5 separate regions of the Mus musculus genome follow, and regions 1, 3, 4 and 5 are each linked to region 2. Evidence: chromatin contacts called from public Hi-C and promoter capture Hi-C data. All regions are on one chromosome and are shown on one strand. Each heading gives the region's core, a stretch centred on a gene start, on an enhancer-like site or on the middle of the called end of the contact. The rest is flanking DNA. Distances are from core to core; before and after follow the strand shown.

Evidence for each region. Promoter capture Hi-C pulls out the DNA fragments that hold promoters and counts their contacts. Hi-C and Micro-C count contacts between places; a contact is called where the count stands out from the background. Capture Hi-C pulls out chosen DNA fragments and counts their contacts.
Region 1: a contact with region 2 is called in a promoter capture Hi-C map of pre-B cells, with 5 times the contacts expected there. The contact joins the promoter of Crb3 here to the promoter of Yju2 in region 2. A contact is called at or near these places in 3 of 39 promoter capture datasets (liver and pre-B cells), 1 of 484 Hi-C or Micro-C datasets (the HL-1 cell line), 1 of 115 datasets of contacts at active chromatin or transcription factors (astrocytes) and 3 of 9 other capture datasets (adipose tissue, liver and pancreatic islet).
Region 3: a contact with region 2 is called in a Hi-C map of B cells, with 6 read pairs. The contact joins the enhancer-like site here to the promoter of Yju2 in region 2. A contact is called at or near these places in 1 of 39 promoter capture datasets (hippocampal neurons), 1 of 484 Hi-C or Micro-C datasets (B cells), 1 of 115 datasets of contacts at active chromatin or transcription factors (pro-B cells) and 1 of 9 other capture datasets (adipose tissue).
Region 4: a contact with region 2 is called in a promoter capture Hi-C map of liver, with 2.7 times the contacts expected there. The contact joins the promoter of Tnfsf9 here to the promoter of Yju2 in region 2. A contact is called at or near these places in 3 of 39 promoter capture datasets (embryonic stem cells, hippocampal neurons and liver) and 1 of 115 datasets of contacts at active chromatin or transcription factors (microglia).
Region 5: a contact with region 2 is called in a promoter capture Hi-C map of liver, with 2.9 times the contacts expected there. The contact joins the promoter of Dennd1c here to the promoter of Yju2 in region 2. A contact is called at or near these places in 3 of 39 promoter capture datasets (embryonic stem cells, hippocampal neurons and liver), 1 of 115 datasets of contacts at active chromatin or transcription factors (microglia) and 1 of 9 other capture datasets (liver).

Annotation. Positions count from the first base shown.
Region 1 is chr17:57,058,418-57,063,499 of GRCm38.p6, reverse strand. Crb3 (crumbs family member 3) reads right to left here and starts at 1,269. Exons shown (of 4, transcript NM_177638.5): 1 at 1,127-1,269; 2 at 734-905. The coding sequence starts at 806. Slc25a23 (solute carrier family 25 (mitochondrial carrier; phosphate carrier), member 23) reads left to right here and starts at 3,637. Exons shown (of 10, transcript NM_025877.4): 1 at 3,637-3,979. The coding sequence starts at 3,827.
Region 2 is chr17:55,956,911-55,961,733 of GRCm38.p6, reverse strand. Yju2 (YJU2 splicing factor) reads right to left here and starts at 2,547. Exons shown (of 8, transcript NM_028381.3): 1 at 2,473-2,547; 2 at 921-1,021. The coding sequence starts at 2,496. It overlaps Gm16712 (predicted gene, 16712), which reads left to right and starts at 2,333. Exons shown (of 3, transcript NR_108021.1): 1 at 2,333-2,600; 2 at 4,758-4,823. Ebi3 (Epstein-Barr virus induced gene 3) reads right to left here. Exons shown (of 5, transcript NM_015766.2): 5 at 4,712-4,823.
Region 3 is chr17:57,273,605-57,278,156 of GRCm38.p6, reverse strand. No RefSeq gene overlaps it. Among named protein-coding and RNA genes, the nearest start is that of Vav1, 3.2 kb to the left of the region's middle. Within about 2 kb of position 2,591, at least 206 of the 459 cell types and tissues checked have an H3K27ac peak or open chromatin away from gene starts, as enhancers often do. A contact at or near this core is called in B cells, adipose tissue, hippocampal neurons and 1 more, where this site is marked.
Region 4 is chr17:57,102,945-57,107,829 of GRCm38.p6, reverse strand. It overlaps Tnfsf9 (tumor necrosis factor (ligand) superfamily, member 9), which reads right to left and starts at 2,445. Exons shown (of 3, transcript NM_009404.3): 1 at 1,970-2,445; 2 at 1,544-1,580; 3 at 73-789. The coding sequence starts at 2,398. The coding sequence ends at 326. Gm11110 (predicted gene 11110) reads left to right here and starts at 1,888. Exons shown (of 4, transcript NR_033508.1): 1 at 1,888-1,932; 2 at 4,346-4,480.
Region 5 is chr17:57,075,449-57,080,121 of GRCm38.p6, reverse strand. Dennd1c (DENN/MADD domain containing 1C) reads left to right here and starts at 1,624. Exons shown (of 24, transcript NM_153551.2): 1 at 1,624-1,732; 2 at 3,117-3,181; 3 at 3,261-3,304; 4 at 3,426-3,475; 5 at 4,634-4,673. The coding sequence starts at 1,716. Tubb4a (tubulin, beta 4A class IVA) reads left to right here. Exons shown (of 4, transcript NM_009451.4): 4 at 1-61.

The DNA of each region.
Region 1 (5,082 bases), core at 20-2,519, 1.1 Mb before region 2:
CCACCCACTCCACCCTCGGGTGTGATGCTGGTTTCTCTGGCCACCCTCAGCCCAGCAGGTAATAATCTGACCACCCAGAGTCACCATTGTTAGCCTATTAGAATAGATGGCTTCCAGAACCGTGTCCCCCTCCACCATCACTCCGGCCCAGAACCCTTAAGGACCTGGGCGGGGCTCAACCTTTCCCAGGAGTATGTGACTCACAAGGTCCCCCCACCCCCCAGGCTCCCGAAACTGGAACTAGAGACTGAGGGAAGGTCTGGCTGGGTCCACACCTACGGAGGGCCAGCCCTGTCAGCTGGGCTCCCTCCAGGTCCCCCTGACTGCTTAAGACTCTCAACTATGCAGACTCAGGTGCCCAGGCTCTCCCTCCCCTCCTCCACCTCTGGGCTCTGCCCAACAACCCCCAGCTCCTAAATTCCACAAGACTTAAGGACTCAGGAATTCTAGGCTGCGGGTACGGAGCGTTCAGAAAAACGCTGGTTCGAGCCTCAGCAACGTTAAAAGAAAAAAAAAAAAAAACTGGAGAAAAAAAAACTGGAAAAAAAAAAAGTTCGCAGGTCAGCTAAACTAATTTGAAATTCAGCCCTGAAGCTTTCAAACTTGGTCTCCAAACGCATTCCAAGCTCATTCCTCAGACCTGTCGCCCTCTCTGGGTCGCAAATGCCCGGCACTTCTGAGTTCAACCCGGGAACCCTCCTCCCACCCGAGCGCTGCCCCGGACAGTACCTACCTGTTAGGCTCCAGCCGGAGGGCAGCATCGGCAAACCAAACGCCAAGAGCACCCCCAGGCCTGGGGTCGCCATGAGTTTAGGCGACGAGTTGGTGACGCCAAGGACAGGACTTCCCCAAGGCGCCAATTCCTACCGCATCTTGGGTCGAGGAGGGCACCTGCGACCCAGGACCTGGGGACCAGACCGGGGTGGGGGGGAGAGGGCGCAGCATAGGGTGAGGGGCTGGACTCAGGCTCGGGGCCCAGCGACAGGCAACCCAATCTTGGAGTGCGCTCCCCGCCCTCGGCGCCAAGGGTCAGAGATTAAAGATTAACTCCCCGACCGCATTCTTGGGCCAGGAAAAGGGAAGGAGGAGGTGGGGACAGGACAGGCTGCGCGCCCTGCCTCCCTACCTGACTCCAGCGTCTGAGAGGGACTTCGCTCAGGTTCCCAATCCCGGGTTCCCAGCTGGAACCCCGAGTCTCCGTCCTTCACCCGGTCGCTCCAGATCCCACCCGCCCCGCCCGCTCACGTGACCCGGAAAGTTTAGTCACCCACCTGGGCAAAGAGCGCACTTCCGGCTTGTGCACCTGAGCCTGGCTGAGAGGGGCGGGGCGAAGAGGGCGGGGCCGCGCCGCCAGAGCACCTGTAACGGGAACCCCATTGCGACCCGGAGCACCGCAGAGGGCGGAAATGAGCAGGTGTAAGCACAGGGGTGCATACCCCGGCGGGGGGCGTGGCGACACTCCAGAAAGATACACACTTATAAGAGGCGGGCTCCGATGGGAAACACTGAAGAACTCACACCCTGAAGTCAGACCTGGGAATGCTAACCTGTATTCTAAATGTATTCTGGAGGCTGAGGCAGGAGGACCCCAAGTTCAAAGCCAGCCTGAATAAACCCTATTTCAAAAGTAAAAGGGGCTGGGAGCGTGGCTCGGGGCCAGAACCCCTGCCTTAAATGGCCTAGTGAAGGTCGCCTTCCAAGAATGTCTTAGTGATTGGATCGCCCCTTACTCAGCCATGAATTCCTCCTTAGCATGCCTGAGACCCCTGGGTTCCATTTTCATCCCATAACCAAAAAAATCAACCAACCTGTACAGGACTAGTTTTGTAGAAAGATACATGTAGGCTTGTAGTCAGAGTGTAATCAGAACACCTGCTTAGATTAAACCCGTGCGGTATTAAAAAAAAAAAAAAAAAAAAAAAAAACCGGACAAAGATCTGTGCAGAATCTCGCCCAGCTTAACGGAAGGCCTTATGTCCACACTGAAGAACATCCGTATGAGGTCCACCTGCCAGGGAAGTGTCTGTGAGGAAGCATGGATTTGGGGCGTCTGCGCAGAAGTAGTGATGTCCCACGGCACCCACACAGAAACTCTTATGCATGGAAACATCTGGTAGCTGGTAGAGGGAGTGGGTGGGACTTTCACCTGTTCACCACAGATGTATGGGCACAGCTTGGGTGGGGACCGCATGACCTCTGGATGTATCTTTGGGTAAAAGGTGGTCATGCACCGGATATGATGGCACGTGATTGCCGTCCCAGCAACTGGGATTCCGAAGCAGGCGAACTGCTGCACATTCAAGGCCAGCGAGGCTACAGAGACCTTGGCTCAAAAGGACAATAACAACAATAGCCATAGAGCTGCAGCTGGAGTTCTGTGGCTAGTTTATCTAGCACATACAAGGCTATATACAACACCCATTGTAGTGTAGCATACGCCTTAGATCCCAGGTGGAGCTCTGTGAGGTCCAGATCAGCCCGGTCTACATAGTAAATTCCGTGGCTACATAGAGAGACTGTGTCTTTGAACAAGAAAAATAAATAAATAAATAAATAAATAAATGAGGCGTCGTCCCTTCCTGGGAGTGGTGGTTTAAACTCTGTTTAAATCTCTGCTCTGGCCCTAAATGGGAATCCAGACTAAGATTTGAAGCTTTTGATTTCTCCACTGTAGCGTGGGAAAAGCTAGTGTCACCTACCTACCTCACAGGGTTTGGGGTAGGTTCGTTACTGAGCAGCGAGTGAAGGGCTCTGGCATGCGCAACGCACTCAATGTGAGCTCTTATTTATTATTCGCGGTCAGACGGACGCCCTTCCCCCTGACGGTGAGACGAAAAACTGCACCCGAAACTTGTGGGCGGGACTTCAGCAGGTGCAACCACAGCCGCCGGCTGAGGCCCCGCCTCCAGAGCCCCTCCTCCTGATCGTTATCTTTAGTGGCGCGGGAGATACTGGTCCGCGACTCCCTTTCCAGGCAGGTCTGCAAAGAGCAGCCTTCAGAGAGTCTGAATTGGGGCGCGGCCCCTTTAAGAATGCCTAGCGGGCTGCGAGCTGCGGGACAGGAGGCCGCGGCGGGTCAACCGGGAAGCCCCGCCTAGGTAGAGCGGACCGCCGCAGCTAGGGCGCATTGACCAATAAGGATTTAACTTTGCAGCCGCGCCGCTCGTTGACCTTGCGTTTCTCTCTCCGAGTGTCACCAAGAAAAGGAGGCGCGCGGGCGGAATGAAGTGTTGGGGAGGGAGCCCACACCTCTTTGTTGATCTGCTGTTTCTATCATCGACTGGGGAATCTAACTAGAGCAGGCGGGCGAAAGAAGCTTTTAAACTGGTTCAGAATTCTTTGCGTAGACCTGGGAGAAGCAAAAACTTGAATTTCTGATAAGTGATCCGTTAGAGAGGAAGGTGTAAATGAACAAGATTACGAATCCAATTCCTGACAATTCCCTACCAAAACCATTTAAGGAAAAAAGGGTAAACTGAGGCAAGCAGAGTACTAAGACGGTTGCCTCTCCTACCGTCCCAGGAATGCGCTGTCAGATGTGCAAAACCAGAGCCTCCTAGAATGCTTCCCCACGCCCCCTGCTCCGCCCCCAGCCCCCTCCCCCAAGTAATGCGGGTCGGAGGAGGAGACCAAGTTCTGGCGCGGGCGGGGACGACTAGCATTTATCACTTCCAGCAAGTGCCGGAGCTCGGCCCCGCACTGAAGAGGCTGCGGTGCGGGTGGGCGCGGGAGCTGGCTTTGTGGGGACCCCGGGGGGGAGGGGGAGCCAGAAAGCCCCCGCCGAGGCCGTCGCTGCGGGGCCTCCCCTCCCCCCTGGGCGGGCGCCATGCGGGGGGGCTCAAGCGACGCGGAGCGGCGGCAGCGCTGGGGTCGCCTGTTCGAGGAACTAGACAGCAACAAGGACGGCCGCGTGGACGTGCACGAGTTGCGCCAGGGGCTGGCCAGGCTGGGAAGGGGAGATCCGGACCGTGCACAGCAGGTACTATGGGCAGCGACCACCGCGGCAGGATCCGCCCGCGCCGTAACCGGTGCCCCTTAATGCCGCGGCTACGGCAGCCACAGGCTACCTGTTGGCTGGACCCCACCACCTCTGTCTAGGTTCCCTTCCCTCTGTCCACCCGCGTCTGGCCTGACGTCGCGAAACAGGGCTGCCAAGGCTCCAGGCCTGCAGTGGCTGCGGTTGCCAGGACCCAGCGGCCCCTCCCCCCCCCACCGCCCCCTCCCCCACCCCCTGTGGGATGCCTACTGGGGGGGATGGACTGCAGAGCGGGACGCTTTCCCCTCCACGGCCCAGAGCCAAACCCTCCTCTGCTCTGTGCACAATCCGAGGGGTGACCCGCTCCCACCTGCAGCTAACACAACTTCACATCCTTGCTGGAGCACACACAGAGCCCCTAGCCAGCTCTCCTAGTCTCTTATTTACATTTGCTGCCAGCCGGCTCTTTCCCGGACCTGGCCAGTTGCCCCAGGCTGCTCCAGCTAGGGAGTCAGTCCATCTGAGGTCACTCTGCTTCTACTGGGGTCTGACCTGTCTAGGAAGGAATTTGAGGTAGGGGTGCAGTTTAGCAGTAAAGTGCTTTCCTGGCATGTGCAAAGGTCCTAGGTTCTAGCTCCAGTATGGGAGGTGGCAGTGGGGAGCAGCAAAAACTGGCCCTTTCTCCGTGTGACAGGGGACATGGAGCCCCTAGCCTTCCCTAAAACAGACCTATTGCATTTTTGTTGACCTTGAGTCTAAGGTCCAACTTTTGGATAGGAATATAAAGAGGCCCCATGGCTGTTGGGCCTTATATGAACCACGACTGTTTCTAACAGGACAAACACACACACACACACACACACACTCCTCAACAAGACTGCCAAGGAGACAGGATTTTATAAGGAAAATCTGGGTGGGCAAATTTGGGAAACAAGGTAATGAATGAGAGAGAATCAGAGTTCAAGGTCTCGTCCTACAGTACAGAGAATGTGAGGCTAGCCTGGGCTATATGAGACAGGTGTCTCAAAATTGACCAAAAAGTGCCCCCAGGTTGCCACTTCCCAGTACTATGACCTTGAACTGCCTCTGTGACTCTGTAGAGTCCT
Region 2 (4,823 bases), core at 1,298-3,797:
CCTGCCTCATGTGTCCTTGTGTTACTACAGAGGATGGGTATGACTCCCACTCCCCACCAGCCTCTGAGGGTCAGGAGGCTCCCCTCGCCCCATCAATGATACGTGCCTGACAACTGCCTGCAGAGGAGTGCGGTGGTGTGGATGAGAATGGTCCCTAAGAGTCATAGATTTGAATGCTTAGTCACCGAGGAGTCTTGGGGGGTCGGGAGGAGGAAGATGATTAGGAGGTGTGGCCTTGCTGGAGAAGTGTCACTAGGGGTGAGTTATGAGGTTTCAGAAACCCACAGCACATCTGGTGTTTCTCTCTTTCTGCCTGCAGATCAGGATGTAGTCTCCAACTACTTCTCAAGCACCATGACTGCCATGTTCCCCACCATGGTGACAATGGACTAACCCTCTGAAACTGTAAGCAAACTCCAATTAGATGCTTTCTCTTCTAAGAGCTCCCATGTTCACAGTGTCTAAGACAGGAGCAAACAAAGAAATGAAGACAAGATATAATCAATTAGTCACACGGACAGCTTCTCCATCCTCAGTGACTGTACAGGTGTGACTTACAGGATTGTGATTCTCACACACAGTCAAGTGTGAATAACTGTCTGGTTCAAAGCTGGTTGAACCCAGGAAAGTGGGGGTGAAGGTCTAAGAGGAGGCTGGCAGCCTGCCTGGGATGAGATGGGAGACAGGCTCTGTCAGAGAAGCTGGCTACAAGAGATCTGCAGGCAGATGCCATAGGTGGTGCAAAGGCCCTGGGCAGGAGGAGGGCTGCCACTAGAGGGTCCAAAATCCTGCAGGGCCAAGTGTCACTCTGATTTTCTACTGAGATAGGGGTTGGGGACTCTGTGAGGGTGGGAACTATTATCTTTGTTTGTTGTTTCTCCAGAGAATCAGCCTCCAGCCTCATGTCCCCAGGGATTCACCTCATGTTGAAGGGGGCCATCAGACGCACCACATACTGCCGGTCCTTGGGTAGCTTGAGTTTCGGGATCTTCGATGGGTCAAAGTCAGGTGGGTAGTATTTCTGTGGAGAAGAGGGCGTTGCTGTTTTCTGGTGCTCAGGTCCCATACGGGCAGGAATGGGGTCTGAGAGCCATGTTAGCAGACGCAGGATACTCTGGTTTAAGGGATCTATCTGCTCAGGATTCAGCTTGCTGGAGCCTTTCCAGACATGAGCTGTTTGAAGCACAGTCATGAGAAGAGAAGTTGGGACAGGGAGGAGTGCACAAGCTTCCAACACAAATTATATAGTGTGGTGGGTCACTTTCCTACGCTGTGACATGCCTTCTAGGGAAGGTTCTAGAGGCCCAGGGTTTGCAGTAAGGGTGGACCCCTGCTGCCTATCACATGATAAGATTCTAGACACTCATGAGGAAATGGAGGCCCGACATAAATCAGACCTTGTCAATGGTGGCCTAACCTGCACTAGGGTACCACACAGGCTGCAGGGCACCATCCCAGGGCAAAATCTGGCCAGTGAATCTCCTTGGGGAGAACAGGCTCTGGCCTCTCTGTGTGCTTGGGAGGCTGGGGTGAGGCGCACAGGGACAACCACTCTGGGTTACTGGCATGCCAATGTCCAAACCCAGCACCCGGGAATTTGAGACAGGGGGCTGAAGAGAGACAACTCCCCTCTCCCCCAAAAAGAAGCTATGTGGACCACCAACAAGGAGGCTCTGCTTTTGACACCTACTGGCAACCAGGCTCACGAGAGAGGAAGCTTTGCTAATTCAGGCGGTAGACGGGAATGATGGTGTACAACTGTCATACCAGCACTCAGGAGGCTGATGCAGAACTGTGAGTTTACAGTCAGCCTGGGCAGTGCACACAAACGTGCTGCACAGACAGACATGAAGGAAAAACATAAAGTGAAAATAAAACTAATCCTTTAAAAAGTGAATATAGCCCATCTTAGGTGTACAAACTTTTGGTCTGTGAGTTCGAGGCCATTCTGGGCCTTCTGTGTACAGTGAAACCTTAACCCAAAGCAAACATTTAAAAAACAGATCCAGGAAATGGAGAGCAAAATTTTCCAAGAGTGGAGACTGAGTCACCCCAGAAACCCCAACATGATGTAGACATCTCTGCAAAAGGTTTCGGATATTAATTCAACAAAAGCCGGGAAGAACTGAGGTGACCAACAACATCCCCTGATCTGATCTGGGGAAAACCCACAAAGAAGCAGTCCTGCCCCCAATTGGGTAAAGTGACAGAAGCTCCGCTTCCCTGGTGATGATTGGTTACTCACGAAGCTGGGGGGGGGGGGGCGGGGAGAGGGGGAAGCTAACGACCGCCCCCAAAAATGTGATTGGCAAGAGTTTGGAAAGCTCCCGCCCGACTGGAAGACGCGCGTGCGTGTGCGTGCGTGTGCGCGAGAGGGGCTTGCAAAAGGAAATGACCGGAAGGAAGCACGCCTCGCCCGGAGCCCTCGCACACTTCACCCTCTGTAGGAACATTTAGACTCTGAGCACTTACGTTTAAAACTTTCCGTTCCGACATTTTCGCTTCCTGTCCAGCGAACAAGCGAAGAAGCGGTCCTCAGTCTACGGGGAGTTTCTCCGATTCAGCGCCTCAGTGTCGCCACTTCCTAAGCCGGCTCACTGGTTGGTGCCTACCCGCTTCATCGTTCTCATTGGCTGCAATCTTTGTCGATCCGAGTCGGGAGTGCGCTTCCGTTCCCTTCCGGGTGCCGGTAGTTGAAACCCGAAATAAAGGTTCCGGGACATGTGGATCCTGTGTGCGCTTATCTAGCACACTGAAAGGATGGAGAAAGCTGCCTGGGATAATAACATTTTCTCTCCTAACTCTGATCAACAATGCTGTTTGTTTTTTTGAGTCAGAGTCTCACTGTGTGTCCCTGGCTGTCCTGTAACTCACTATGTAGCTCAGGGTGGTCACAAACTAAAGGAGATCCTCCTGCTTGTGAGTTCTGGGACCAAATAATTAAAGGCCACCATGTCCCGTTCTGGTGTTCCTTCTTCTTAAGTTTCTTTATTTCTGCTGCTGGGGATGGAATCCAGGGTCTTTGCATATGCCAGGCAGGCACTCTACCACAGAAAACACCACCCAGCGCTCTAATGCTGGGAGGTAGCCTCTCACTAAGATGCCCAGGCTGGCCTGGAGCAGACTCTGCAGTCCAGCTTGGCCTTAAATTTGAAACAATCTTACTGCAAGCCTGGAATCAGTGACCTGCCTGGTTTTCATTGTGTTTTGTTGGTGGTGGTGGTGGTGTGTGCGTGCGCGCGTGCGTTTCTTCTTTCTTCTCCTTTTTTTTTTTTTTTTTTTTCGAGACAGGGTTTCTCTGTGTGGTCCTGGCTGTTCTGGAACTCACTTTATAGACCAGGCTGGTCTCGAACTCAGAAACCTGCCTGCCTCTGCCTCCCAAGTGCTGGGATTAAAGGCCTGTGCCACCACCACCCGGTGCGTTTCTTCTTTTATGAGAGAGGAACTCACCACGTAATCCAGGCTGACCTTGAAAACTCAGTAGTCCTCCCCTCCCTCTGACTCCCAAGTGCTGGGTTTACAAATAAGAGACACTGTGCCCAACTCTTTTTACTTTTTTCTTTAAAAAATAGTATCTTTGCTGTTGTTTTGTTTTTGTTTTTGAGACAGGGTTTCTCTGTGTAGTGCTGGCTGTCCTGGAACTCAGTCTGTAGACCAGGTTGGCCTCAAACTCAACAAAGATGCGCCTGTGGCTGCCTCTAGTGTTGGGGATTAAAGACATGCACCACCACTGCCAGGCTTAGTATTCGTTTTTTACATTTGTTTATTTATTATTTGTGCCTACAAAATATGACAAGCCCCAGCATTGAGCCCAGCCCCCATTGCTCCTCCTCCTCCTATTCTTTTGGTCTTTTTGAAACAGGATTTCTAGGCTGGTCTTTAGCTTGCCACCATCCTCCATCCCTACCCCCACCCTCGATATCCTCATTTCAACAAGGCTGGGCTTTGTCCTATTTTCCTCTTAGCTGAGGAAACAGGTGCTAGGGGTGTGTCTCCAACATTCTCCTACAGGTAGCTCCTGTGCCATGTCCTTTTGCAGGGCCTTGCACCTTGCTCCATCCTCTCCCTTTCTCCCACTTTCATGCCCCCCTTCATGCACTGTACCATGTGGAATTCCTTTTTGAAGCTAGCACCATTCTGTGTCCCCCCAGGCTCCTGACCCTCGAGCCACATTAACTTCTTTTTGTCATGAAGGCCTTGTTTGGGGGCCCGTGGAGATGACTCAGTCGGTGAAGCCTTGGAGGTATGAGGCCTTGAGGTGTGCTGTGTGCACACAAACACAGACAAGCCCCAACGTCACTCACTCCATGGACATGATGGACAGACAGGGATAAAGAGGCGCTCCTGTGCTGGAGCACAGGCTGTTCTAGCTGAAGACCCAGCAGTCACCCTGTGGACCGGTACTCCTGCTTCACGGGCTCTGGCGCCCTCGTCTGGCCTCAGTGGGCACTGCACATAACCCTTTACTTATATTTGAAAATAAAATATTTAAAAATTTAAAATGGGCAAAGAGGAATTCTTAATTTTAATAGTAATTCCTATTGGGTGGTGGTGCACGTCTTTAATCCTAGCACTTAGGAGGCAGAGGCAAGCGATCTCGGTGAGTTTGAAGATAGATTGGTCTACAGAGTCAGTTCTAGGTCAGCCAGGGCTACACAGAGAAACCCGGTCTCAAAACAAAGAAACAAAGAAACAAAACAAAACACCACGATGATGATGATTCTTATTTAATCCGTCTTTCTAATTAAATCACAAAGTTCACAAAGCCCCGCACCGGCAGAAGAAGAAAGATCATCCCACAGGGTTGGAAATTGAGGTCTGAA
Region 3 (4,552 bases), core at 1,342-3,841, 1.3 Mb before region 2:
AGCCATTTCACTTTTATTACATATATATATGTGTGTGTGTGTATATATATACATATGTATGTGTGTATGTGTGAAGGTACATGTGGGGCACAGTACATGTGTGGAGGTCAAAGGTTAACATGGGGGAGTAGGTCCTCTTTTTTTTTTTTTTAAAGATTTATTTATTTATTTATTTATTATATGTAAGTACATTGTAGCTGTCTTCAGACACTTCAGAAGAGGGGGTCAGATCTTGTTACGGATGGTTGTGAGCCACCATGTGGTTGCTGGGATTTGAACTCTGGACCTTCGGAAGAGCAGTCAGGTGCTCTAACCCACTGAGCCATCTCACCAGCCCAAGGGAGTAGGTCCTCTTTCCACCATGCAAGCCCCAACGATTGAGCTCAGATCATTAGGCTTGGTAGCAATCACCTTTGCCCACAGAGCCCTCTCACCCTCACCACCCACTTTTCCTTTTTTCTTTAAAACTTGTATGTGTGTGTGTGAGAAAGAGAGAGAGAGAGAGAGAGAGAGAGAGAGAGAGAGAGAGAGAGAGAGAACACTATGGCGTGTGTGTTGAGGTGGCAGGACAGCCTCAGTGTAGACCCTCTCTTCCACATACTTAACATAGAGTCTCTCTTACTCCTGGGCTAACTGCTCCTGGCTAGCTGAACTTCCAGAATTGTCTCTGCCCCCATCTCGTCTTAGGAGCACTGAGATTAAAGAGCACAGACTACCTCCTCCTGCTTTAATTGTGCCCTAGGGATTTGAACTCTTGTCCTCTCATTTGAGTAGCAAGCATTTGACTGAACCATCTCCCCAGCCCCCAAATGTCATTTTTTTTCCCTTAAGTCTTCCTAAATTTTAAGCCACAGCCCTCCTCCACCCTTAATTATCATACTATAAGCCCACCTTCCCTGCTGTGAGTTCTCGTCCGAGTCAAGGTCACCAGTGCCCTTCCCTGTCATTTATTAGTTGATTTGTCTAACAAATATGTACTGCTTTCCTGACCATAGCTTCTCAGGAACTAAAATTACCTTGGCAAGCAAGCCTCTCCCTGACTAACCCACCAGATTCCAAGCCGCTTCCTTAGCACCCCACCTTTTATCCTTATGGCCTCTAGGCGGCGCTAAACGGCTTCACTGGACCAGCTTGAGTCTCATTTACGCACTGAGGATATGGGTAGGGGTGGGCACAACCTGAAAACCCTCCCGTTTTGCAACCTTACAGGCGAGGACAATTTCTATCCCCTATTTTTGGCGTCTGTGACTTCCTACGCGTCCTCTCCCTCTTCTCTAAACCGGGTAACAATTTGTTTTCTTTGCACGCAGTTAGGGTAGGAAGGCCAGGCAGTGAAAACAAAACAAAAACGAGAGGCAGCTGGAGAGCGCCCACTAGGTTTCTAGATTCGAATTCCATCTCCACCACTTCCAAGCTGAGGTACATTTGCACGAATGGCTTAGTTCCTCTCGTCTCGTGCTTCGATCTCTCCATAGAGAAAATGGGGGTGAATGGTACACGTCTCATTCCTAGGAGGATGTAACTGAAAACTGAGCCGTTGAGACAAGAGAAGGCAAGCCGAATTGTCTTGGTTTACCGTAGGAGTTTAATGAGGGCTGCCTCTATTATATAGAATACTTTACTAAAGTCTCATGTAGAGCTCAGACTGACCTTGAACTTCGTGATGTATCTAAGGCTGACGCTGAAATCCTGATTCCTGCGTGCTGGGCCAGTGTACAAACGTGGCCTTTGAATAAACGTAGTATTGCCTCTCTTGCCGCAAATTCCCAACCCTCGACTTCCTCTAACTCTTCTCCAGCCATCAGGATACAGCCCCACCCCCAACCTGAGAAAAGATTCCCTCTTTCCTCGTCCTGGTCCCAAAATCCAGCCCGATCCCGTCTTTAGCGGGAGGCTGTCGCCTTTCTCACAATTCCAAACCGGGGCGGGGGCGGGCCTGGAGGAAGCTGCAGGTTTGACGCCACAGCCCCAGAGCTGCCCTGAACCGACTTGAATCCCTGGGGATTTGGAGAGACAGCCTCAACTCGTTCAGGGAGACATGGCATGTAGTAAAAGTCATTCCAGAGCTTGAGGCTGGCCCTCAGTGGGCAGGGCGCTCTCTCAGGTCAGTCCCAGCCACCACATAAACCAGATATGGCACACCTGTCATCCCGGCTCTCAAGGATCAGGAGCCTAAGTCATCCTCGGATACATAGCTGAGTGCTATAAAGGAGCTGGGAGATAGGAGAAAAAAACGAAGAGGAAAAAGAAAGAAAGCGTAAAAATCGTTCTAGTTTCCCAAACTTCAGCACTAGTGGGGCGTGGCCGTGAGGAGGTGGGGCGTCTGTTTAAAGAACTGGACAGTAAGTAAGGGCCACTTGGAGATGCCAAGGAAAAGAAATAAAGAGAACAAGACAAACACGCGCGCGCGCACATGCACAGGCGCGCGCGCACGCACACACACACACACACACACACACACACACACACACACACACAGAGGTTCAAAGGGAGCGCGGCTTCCGACGGGGACTTGTTCCAAAGGGGCTGGTTGAGCGCCTGGGAGGTTCCTATGGAGGCGGGGCCTGACGGAGAGGGCCTCGATGGGGCGGGGCTTATAGGGGCGGAGCCAGGGGCCGGGGCTGGGCACCAGCCAGGTGAGGGCAGCGGAGGCTGGGCCTAGCTGGGGTGTGGGCATTTCGCTGCTCAGCGGCTGAGCCTTCAGGTTGAGTCCCGTCGGATTCCCCGAGTCCCCTCCAGGTAAGTGAGGAGGTGGTCGTTGTAAGATCCCGGGCTCCCTACTGGTCAGGGTGGAGCCATCAGCCCTTAGGGAGAACCGGAGGATCTATCCAAGACAGTCTGCGGGCGCCGGAATAGCTCTCCAAGTGAATAGCCACGCGTCATGCGTGTCCGGGAACCCAGGCGTGTCTTAGGTGGCCCTCGCGCAGCTCCCAGCGTGTTTCCTGCTCTCTGCGGAAATACTCTTGGCTTCCACTTTCGTGTACGCCATCGCAAATCCGGATCTGCCCCTCCCTCCCTGGCTGGCTCCAAAACCTTTCCTAAACTCCCCTGTGGTCACTGGCTAAAACGGGGCGCGCCTCTTACTGAGTGGTCTCCCCTCCTGGCCTCTTTTTCTGGTCCACTCCTCACCCACATCAGCATTTTGGTCCTGTGAAAAGATCAAAATTAGCCCGTCTAACCGCCTCACTCTTCATTCTCCATACCCCACCACCACGGACCTCTCAGGCATCCCAAAACTTGCCTCAATCTAAACCTAGGTCTCAGCTCCCAAGTTACCGCCTCCTTTCATACTTAAAGAACGCCAGTCCGCGTGGGGCTGGCAATATAACTCAGCTGATGAGGGCGCTTGTCCCTAAAGCCTGCTAGCCTGAGTTCCGTCCCTGGAACGCACGTGAAGATGGAAGGAGAGAGCCTTTTCTACAGATTTGTCCTCTGACCACCATCCTCGAACCTGGGCACCCGGTCTGTCATTTAAATTAATTTTTATATAATGTAAATGAATTTGAATGTTGTTTATTTAAATAAAATTTAAATTAAAAAAAAAAAAGCCTGCTCCCCCTAGCCTTCCTTCTCGAATCTTCCTGTCTCATGGCTTAAACCAGGAGGGACCATTAGAAATTATCTTCGTTCATCTCTCTGTTGGTTGTTGGTTGTAGCTGGAATTGGGGTAACTGAGCTTCCAGGGACAGGCTGATACACAGTAGGTCTTAAATCATCCATATCAGCTTAGTGTGAAAAGTGAGACCCCCCAGATCCCAACTCCACCTGAATCTGTGGAGTGTCTGCTGGAGACTACACCCCTGAATCTTTGTGCAGCTGTGCACAGACACAGTAGACCCACAGATCTCCCTCAAGTCTGCCTATTCCCTTCCCTGTTTCCCCACCCCTACGCTCCCCCGCCCAAGTAAATTATCCCCCAAAAGACCCAGACAATGACGACTCCATCGATTGAGATTTCCAAACTTGAACTAGAGTTTGCGCCTGCCCCCATTCCTCCATTGGCTACTGGAGAAACAGAAAATTCTATATGAGGTGTGAAGTTCAGGACCATGGGGAGTGGGAGGGGGCGGAGTTACCTAGGTGACAAACAGGAAGTGTGCATATTTTGGAGCACACCTGGCTTTAGGTATGCAGCGCGTGCAGCAGCTTCCTCCTGCCTCACCCACCCCACCCCACCCCACCCCCAGGGCACAGGTCTCAGCTGAGGTCGCCTTGCCCCCCTCCCCTCTTTCCAGGAAGTAGTGACTCAAGAAGCAAGAATCCTGCTGTGCACCTCTTCCCAAAGCCTGGGCCTGGGTCACTTCTAGACTCCTAGACTCCTAGACGGCATCTGGAGATAGGGAGACAGACAGACAGACAGACAGACAGACAGACCACACACACACACACACACACACACACACACACAAAACCCTCCCATCCAATATGATTTTTCTGACGTATTTGAGACACAGGCTGACGCTTGTGAAATAATGTCTAAGACCTAAAACCTAACTATCATATACTAACAAAATTCCCAAATACATGGAGAAACTCAAAATGTAAAATTGTA
Region 4 (4,885 bases), core at 1,196-3,695, 1.1 Mb before region 2:
TCATAAATGAACACCATACCCATAGACATGAAAATTTAAAACCAGACAAGGAAAATAATAAAAGGCTTATTTACAAACACATTTATTTTTATATATTAATATAAATATAAACTTTGATTTAGAAATTTTTTTTTATCTAGCAGCTGCCCAGCAGTTTACTAATGCTATCTAGTGAATTATATAAAGTCTTGTCTGAGCTATGCTCAGAATAAATACCAAGTCCAGTTAAAGACAAGAGAAAGTCATGGAAGGGACCCCTGCTCAGACCCCATAAAACATAGCAGCTTGAGGACTTAGCAACTAGGAGTCACAAGAAGGATAGTTCTCATTCCCATGGGTTGTCGGGTTTCACAAGAAAGAGTCCAAAGCTGGTGGTGTTGGGATAAGACAGCTCCCAGTCTCTGTATGCATCCTGGGCTCCATGCAGATAAGCCCTCAGACCCACACTGAGGCGGTGGCCAGCCTTCAGGAGCAACAGTTGACTCCAGGAACGGTCCACTAACTTGTTCTCCATGGAGCAAGGGAACAGTTCCACTGTCAGGGCCAAGTTGTCAAAGTCATCTACCTGAGGCTTTGCTTGCAAAACAAGAGAGACCCAGCCCTGCACCTTGTGGCCTGTGTTTGTGAATGTTGGACTGAGCTTCAGTTCCAAAAATACGTAGTAGAGCCCGGGACTGTCTACCACCAACTCCTTTTTGTCTTCTTCGTACCTCAGACCTTGAGATAGGTATGAGCTCCCAGCTCCATCTTGGCTGTGCCAGTTCAGAGTTGTATTGCACAACGATGCTTCTAGAAAAAGAACACTGAGTTGCTGAGGGTTGCGGGGTGTGGGGGAGGGGGGAAACCATGGGAATGGGGAGGAAAGAGAGGAGACAAAACAGAAGAAAAGGAGGGAGGGGCCACCCAGAAGGGATACAATTTAAGAAAGTGGTTGTGGAATAAGAACGAGGCAAAGGGGCGAGGGTCTAGAGTGTTAAGAGCGGAGATGCACATGGACTCCTGGAAGGAGCTGAGTAAAGGGGCCACAAGAGGGGAAGGGGGAGAGGAGAAAAGAAGAGAGAGAAATCAGAGGAGTAAGAGAGGGATGAACAAAACTGGGAGAGAGGTGGGATATGGAGAGTGCAGGAAGAGAGTCATCTCTGAGGGCAAATAATTTGACAACTAAGACTTGACAGGGAGAGACTAGGGCTCGGGCTCAATAGGGTGCCTGAAGCCCAAAGGCATTCATTTATCCCAGCCCATTGGAGGTGTTGGCAGCAGGGCGGCCAGCCTCAGCTACATAATGAATTTGGAGGAAGCCTGGGCTACATGGGAGGGATAGAGGAAGGAAAAGAGAAAAGGAGATCTCCCAGAGTCAGCTGGGGGTGAGAATTCTCAATTCTCTGAAAACCTGGATGGGGTCCCAAGGATGACAGTTGGAGCTGTGACAGCAAGTGAGAAAGGCTGAGTAAGTGAGGGAGAGGGACATGACTAGAAGGTTGAACAGGTCCCCTTGTTCAACCTCCCTGCGGGACCCGCTGGAAATAAATCAGGGGGCACTCACGGTTTTTAGCCAGTAGCTTGGCGAACACAGGAGAGCCCTGGGAAGAAAGAAAAATAAAGGTAGATGGTACCTTACATCCTAAAGAAGCAGATAGGAACTCATACGGCCCAGCACACATTGGGGCGTCCAACTTTGGATGGAGAAGGAGAGCCCTGAAGGCCTAAGTGGGACTGAAGGGAACTGCGGTGCACCCTCGGGAGTTCTCCCCCAGGTTTCATAGGTTCATTCAAGGGGTCAAGACGCAAAGGGATTTCCTCTGAGTGCGAGATGGAGAGGGGGTGCTTCAAGCGGAGTAGCAGGAGCAGAGCGAGGCGGGGCGGGGCGGGGCGGGGCGGGGGTGGGGAGGAAGTGCTGTTCTCTCCCTGTCGGTGCAGCGATGCTTCCAGAAGGTAAGAAAGAGTCCCCTAGGGATGAGATGAGCCTCACCTGTTGTGTAGTGTTGGGGCAGCCAATGTGGGAAACAGGGGTGACCTGGTCTGCATTATTCTCTCGGGTACCCAGGTTGGGCGAGGTGGTGATTGTGAGCGCTGGCCGAGGCTCGGTGCGGGTGAAGATAGGAACACAGGCGGCGATCAGAAGCAGCAAAACCAAAGCGACTAGGCCATAGAGCTTTGGGTGGCGGGAACAGAAGTTCAGTGCAGGCGGCCACGCGGCCTCGCGATCCCGAACATTAACCGCAGGGTAGGCAGCATCCGTGGGGAGCGCGGCATTTGTGGGGCGCACAGTATCTGAGAGGAGCGCAGCGTCCGCGAGGAGCCCGGTATCTCTGAGGAGCGCCGCATCCGAGGGGCACGAAGTACCTGCTGGATGTCTGGCATCCGCGGTATCCTCCACATCAAGTGTGTGCTGGTCCATTACCACGGTCGGTCAGTGCACGTCTCCCGCCAGTGCCCGTGCTTTATAGGCTACCGAGGCGCCTTTTCCGGGGAGGGAAGGGAGGGAGGGCAGCCGCGGGGTTCCCGGGCTCCGCGCTCCGCCCCTCGACTCCCGGAACTTTCTCTCCTCCTCCCCCCTTCCCCTCCCCCTTCTCGCCCCTTTCCCCTTCCCTGTCCAGGCCCTGTGCCCGCCCGTCCTTCTTCCCTTTTTGTGTGTGTGTGTGTGTGTGTGTGTGTGTGTGTGTGTGTGTGTGTGTTTGATTTGGTTTAACACTGACACATTAAAGAGCTTTTTATATGATGGGAACCATGTGATATCGGAATCCATTCCCTCCCTGGCCTCTCCTGAATCCACAGCTCTGTCTCCCTTCTTTTTCTGTGTTCCCCACTGGTAGGTTATTTCTCCGCTGCTGATTTTCATTCCTGTTTTTCTGTCTCTCAAACTTCTGTCTCTCTCCTGATCTCTCCTGCTCCCTTTTTCTTCCAACCCCTAGCTCCCCATCCCTGGGACGCCCTAAATGCAGGGGGTTTTGTTGTTGTTTTGTTTTGTTTTGTTTTGTTTTTTGTTGTTGTTGTTTTGTCGAGGACTCTAGGGACATCCAAAACTGCCCACCCATCCCCAGCGGAATCAAAGAGACCTGCTAGGCACCCACTCACTCAGCCTCTTCCTCCCCAGGACCCCATCTCTACCCTGGGCCTTTCCTGGTGTGTCCCCACCCACTTTCTTGGGGCTTCCTGTTAGTAGTCTCTTAGGACTCCAGAAACAGAAGGCTGGAGAGTCCAGATAGAGAAATTCCCCCAGGCAGCGGACACATTTCCAATTTCCCATTCTTTCACTGTTCTTGCCTGAGGTAGAGGCAAAAGGGGGGGGCGCAGAGAAGACCCCCCAAAAGAGGAACTGAGAGATGACTGGCTCTGGGCAAACCTTGGAGACAGACTCCTCAATGTTCTGATCTGGTTAGATCTGCTGAGATGGCTCAGCCAGTAATAGTATAATCACAAGCCTGGTGGCCTGAGTTCAGTCCTCAGGACCTACATGGTGGGAAGAAAGAACTGACACCCAGAAATTTGTCCTGAAAGTGCCCTTTGACCACGACATGCATACCATCAGTAAACATAATTAAAAAAAAAAAAAGTACTGATATAACCAGACCATTTATCTCAGCAGGAAACAACAAGCTATAAAATGGGGAGTTGTTTGTTTCTACATAGGGTCTGGTCTTCGCCTTGCAGCCCTCCAACTCACTAGACAGCCTAGGATGACTCTGAACTTCTGACCCTCCCCAGTATATTGGGATACAGACACAGACAGGCATACACCCTCAAATCCAGCTTCTTCTGTGTTGGGGAAGGAGCGCAAAGCCTCGAGCTTACTGGGCCAAGATTCTTACAACAGAGACCCAGCCCAGGCCCCACCTGCTTTTTTTCCATACTGGGCATGGAACCTACTGAGCTCCCAGCCTGGGAGACGTGCACGGAGCCCCCTCTGGAGACACCAGCCACCCCTTCCTTCTGTTTTATTCCACATCAACTTCCCCTGGGAATTACAGGAAAACCCCAGCTTGGGGTCAGGGGAGAGGTGGGGGAGGTGGGACATTAAAATGACACAAAAGACACTTGGGTGATCTAGAAATTGAAGGTTCCACCCAAGGAGCAGCTGCAGGGCACCAGCGGTGACTCAGCTGTGGGAACTCTGGCCCTCACGCAGACAGTGGTCCAACCTCTCTCTGCTGGACACACACTGCTCAGAGTCAGCCCACACCTACATGACTCTCACGAAAAGGGACCCCTCAATGCCTGGACTAGTTTACCCCTCCCTGCCTCGGCTGCACAGTGAACACATTGTCTCATCCTCATTTGTATCCCTGCCATCATCACAGTGAGAAAAAAAAAAAGGCAGATGAAGACTTTCTCTCTCTCTCTCCAGCTATAACTTCTTCAAAGCCACAGTTTGAAGACTTCCACCTCACAGACTCATCATCCATGTCACCAGGGAACTGGAATCCTGACTCAGCTGAAAGTAACTCCACTCAGCCATCTTTCTCTCCTGCAGAGCCTGAAGGTGCTTTATTATTGGGGGGGGGGGGAATTGGTGGAGTTTCTGGACAGAAAACACACACACACACGGAGAGAGAGAGTTCATACCATTTAGAACAAGCCATGCATGGTATGCACCTGTGAGCCCAGCCTTCAGGAAGCTGAAGTTTGAAGGTTGGAGTTCAAAAACCAGCCTGGGCTACATGAAGAGACACTGTCTAAAAAAACAAAACAAAACAAAACTGGATGCAGGGGGTATGTATTGCACTCAGGAGGTAGAAGCAGATGGGTCTTGGTGAATTCAAGGCCACCTTGAACTACATAATGAGAATGGACCAGCCAGGGCTAAATAGTGAGACAGACAGATAAACACACACAGAGACAGACAGACAGACAAACAGACAGACAAGGGGGATTTTAATATTAAAAT
Region 5 (4,673 bases), core at 375-2,874, 1.1 Mb before region 2:
ACCCCACCCTGCTCTCCCCTGCTGACCCTCCATCAATAAATGAGTCATTGCTTTGGTGTGGTTTCTGTTTGATTTAGTTTCTTCTCTGAGTGCAGCTAGGGAGTGGAGGGGCCCACCAGCCACTGAAGATCAGCTCCTGGAGTGGTGGGGTACAGGGATTGCAGAGCCAAACAGACCAGGCTAGACCAGAGCAACTCTGTAGTGTAAGATAAGCCACTTGCACACCAGGAACATGCATACTGGGGCCACAGTCTGTACTTTGGAAAGATGGACCTGAAGGTCACTGGATCTCCCCCATCCCGTCCCCCCCCCCTTTCCAGTGTGGCCACACTGAATCACTGAATGCATCTTCTGCATTTTGTTTGGTTTGGGTTTTGGTGTTTTTGAGACAGGATCTCCCTATGTAGAGAGTTCCAGGTTGTCCTGGGACTCACCGTGTAGCCCAAGCTGGCCCTAAACTCACAGAGCTCTGCCTGCCTCTGCCTCCTGAGAGCTAGGATTAAAGGTGTAGCTGATTGGCTTCTCAAGGATGGGTAGCCACGCTTAAGACTTCTTTTTTTTTTTTAATTTTTTTCAGTATAATATTGATTTTATTTCTAATTGTGTGAATGGGTATCTAGAAGCCAGAGGCTTCAGATCCACTGGAGCTGAAGTTGTGAACCACCCATGTGGTGTTTCACTTACATCCTGTGTGTCTTAATTAGGGTCTCCATTGCTGAGAAGAAACACCATGGCCAAGGCAACTCTTATAAAGGACAACATTTAATTAGGGCTGGCTTACAGGATCAGAGGTTCAGTCCATTATCATCAAGGTGGGAGCATGGCAGCATCCAGGCAGACATGGTTCAGGAGAAGGAGCCAAGAGTTCTACATCTTGATCCGAAGACAGTCAGGAGAAGACTGTCTTTTTTCAGGCAGCTAGGAGAAAGGTCTCAAAGCCCACACCCTCAGTGACACAGCTCCAGGAGTTCAACAAGGCCACACCTACTCCAATAAGACCACACCTCCTAATAGTGCCATTCTCTGGGCCAAGCATATTCAAGCCACCACACTGTACAATAGCAGTACATGCACTTAACTATGGAACTATGTCTCCAATCCCTGAAGCTAACTTCTTGGGGTACAGATGGAACCCTAAATTTGGTAATACCCGGGCCTGTCTGCCTGTCTTCAGTCAATTCTGTGACCTCTCTCAGTGTGCGTGTGGGGGAGTGTCTGTGTGTGCCCATGTGCTCACCTTACCTGGGTTCTGAGCCTCTCCTGCATTTCCATCAGGATTCCTGTGTGACTCCAGCGATCAACCTCTGTCAGCCTCTTTTGCTCTTCAGTGCAGCTGCCCCTTGTAAATGAAACCAAGAAGCAACACAGGGAAATGATGGGGGTGATCTTCACAGGCTTTCAATACCCAGGGGACTCAGAAAGAAAGGGCCTGGGTGTGGCCATGGGGACCATAAGGGTGAAGCTAGACTTCCCAACCTGGCCCTGTTTCCCATAGACCCTGTCCCCACCTAGGCTGTGAAGCCAGGACGCCTGAGTTCCTCACAGAGGGTGGGGGCGGGGGCCTCCTTTGGCTGGGACGTCACCCTGTTAAACTTCCTCTCTCAGCCACACAGGAAACTGAGCAGATCAGGGGCCCAGCCCCAAGCAAACACAGGCTCCCCCAGCCCCAGAAGCACTAGGGGAAAGGGCCCAGCTGGGCCAGCCCTGCAGAGACCATGGGATCCACAGAGACGTAAGAGCTGTCTTCCCTCCATCCTGTGCAGCGAGATTGCCAGACCTGAGCCGGGGTGGGGTTGGGGGAGGGCAAAAAACAAAAAAACTGGGGCTACAGCAGGGGAGGGCCCAGGAAGCACAGCTACCCACTGACCAGAGGGGCTTCTAGGGACCTGATCAGGCCATTCTCTTCAATTTTCCTGGCTCTAGATCTGTGTAATGAAACCAGGGACTTTAGGAGTATGACGCTCCAGTAAGGGTGGGGTTTTTAGGAAGGTGATTTCCAGGAGGGGATAGTCAGTGGTAAGGTGTGAAGGGTATGGTGGGAAACTGTCTGTCAACCTTAGTGGGGGACTCATGGGTGTCTGTGTCCGTACAACAATGAGATGCTTCAGGTGCTCATGTCAGGGTGGTGTGTGTAACCAGATGGGATATGGTATCAGCAAGACAGACACTTCCCTTGGTTTCTGAAAGCTAAGGCCTCAGCATCTTCTGCTAGATGCAGTAGACAGCAGGGAAGAGCAGGCTGTGGGGCTTGCAGTTCAGTGCCAAGACACCTTGCTCTTCTTTCTCTGCTGAGTGTGGGCCGCACAAAAATCTCCCAGAGACACAAGGACAAGCCATAAATATGCTCAAAGGCACAGGGAAAGAAGAGATAGGACTCACATGATACACACCTGAGACTCTGCCGTTCTACCCCACAGATTCAAGAGACAGGCACCAGAAAGAATCATAAGTATGTTCTTTTTATCCAAGTGCTTGTTACAGGCAGACACACTGTCACAGGCATGCCTTTATCTCTGACTCCTCTTGCTACCTTTTCTCTGTCTCTGTCTCTGTCTCTGTTTCTCTCTCTTCCTCCCTCCCTAACTCTCTGTCTCTCTGTTTCTGTGTCTCTCTGTGTCTGTGTCTCTCTGTGTCTCTCTGTGTCTCTGTGTCTCTCTGTGTCTCTGTGTCTCTCTGTGTCTCTGTCTCTGTCTCTCTCTGTCTCTCTCTGTCTCTCTCTGTCTCTCTCTGTCTCTCTCTCTCTCTCTCTCTCTCTCTTGGTCTGTCTGTCTCCCCCTGCCTTCTCTCTCCTCTCTGTCTCTAGCCCTCTCTTTAGAAACAGGGTCTCAGTATGTAGTTCTGACTAGCCTGGAACTCCTATGTAGATCAAGCAAGCCTTGAACTCACAGAGATCTACCTGCCTTTGCCTGGGGGTTAAGGGTACAGCCACCATGGCTTTCTCTCTTTTTCCTTCTCTTCTCTGACCCCGTACTTCAGCAGCATTCACACCTGGCTCCACCCCTCAGGGGGCCCACACCAACACACCTAGTTACACACGAGACAGGGAACAGGAAAACAGAAGCACACAGATACAGACTCAGAACACACACAAGCTAAAGCCCCCTCACGGTCCACAGAAGGCATCCCCCTGCCATGTTTGACTGGTTCTTTGAAGCTGGCTGCCCCAACTCCCTGGAAGAGGGTAAGTTAGGAGACCTGGGGCTGGAGAGATGGGAGGGAGGGTGTGAGGCCGCAAGCTCAGCAGCTGGCCCTCCCTACAGATCCCCCCATCCTGCGGCAGTTCCCTCCAGACTTCCAGGAGCAGGTAGGTATTCCGAAGGCATCCCAGGGCTGGTCCAGCAGAGGGAGGGGGCCATGGGCCTTGAACCCTGAACTGAGGGGCAAGGCCAAGAGGACTGGTGTACTGATGCTTCCTCCCTCTCTAGGAAGCCATGCAGATGGTGCCCAGGTTCTGTTTCCCCTTCGACATAGAAAGGTATGGAGGGGGCAGAGAGGTGGGCACACACACTCTTTGGGACCCAAAGCAGGACCTTAACAACTGAAGAATTATAGGCACAGGGGCACAGGGACCCAAAGACCCAAGAACTGAAGGGCAAAGGAAGCTAGGTGACCCCTCCACGAGGACTCAGAGTTTATGAGTGTGAGTGTGAGTGTGTGTGTTCATGGGTGAGCAGCTGCACGTGGCGGCCAGAGGCAGACCTCAAGTGTCATTTTCCAGAAACCATCCACCTTTTTCTGGTGTTACGTGAGCCATCTTACCAGCTCTACATTGGTTTAGTTTGGTTTTGTTTTAGATTTCTTTCCCGTGTATGGATGTTCTACCTGCACATGTGCACATATACCTGCATACCTAGTGCCTAGGGAGGTCAAAAGAGGGTATCAGTTCCCCCGGAACTTGGAGTTACATGCATCGTGAGCCATGGTGTAGATGCTGGGAGCCAAACTTGGGTCCCCTGTGAGAGCAGCTAGTGTTCTAACCACTGAGCCAACTCGCTGGTCTCTATACACACTCACCTTGGTTTTTTTTTGTTTGTTTGTTTGTTTTTTGTTTTTGTTTTTGTTTTGAGGCAGGGTCTCTTACTGGCTTGGAGGTCTCCAAGGAGGCTTTACGCCATGGCCATCCAGCCCCAGGGCTTTGAAGATTTTACCACCCTGGCTCTGGGGCCAGATTTAATTTTATTCTATTGTATTTGTTATGTGTCCAGGGTCAAAAGATAACTTTGTGGTGTTGGTTCTCTTCTTCTACCATAAGGGTCTCCAGAGACTGAAGCCACACTGGGCTTACATGGGCTTACATGGGCTTACATGGGCTTACATGGCAAGCACATTTTCCTGATGAGCTGCCTTCCCTGGCCTCCAGATTTTCTTTTTTCTCAAAAATGGGTCTGTGGACTGGAACTCCGGTCATCTGTCTTGCAAAGCACACACCTTGGTGGTGGAGCTATGAAACCAGGCTCCAGGATTCAGGGTTCCTGACTCCCAAGAGCCCACAAAATACTGCTCTCATACAAGCCACCACCAAAACCAAAACAAAACAAAAACAAAAAACCCTGCATTCACAGGCCACCTTAGGGGTGAGCAAGGAAGTCAGAAACTAGATGTCCAGTCTCCACCGGAGTCTTTTCCCCTCCAGGGAGCCACCCAGCCCTGCTGTTCAGCATTTCACCTTTGCC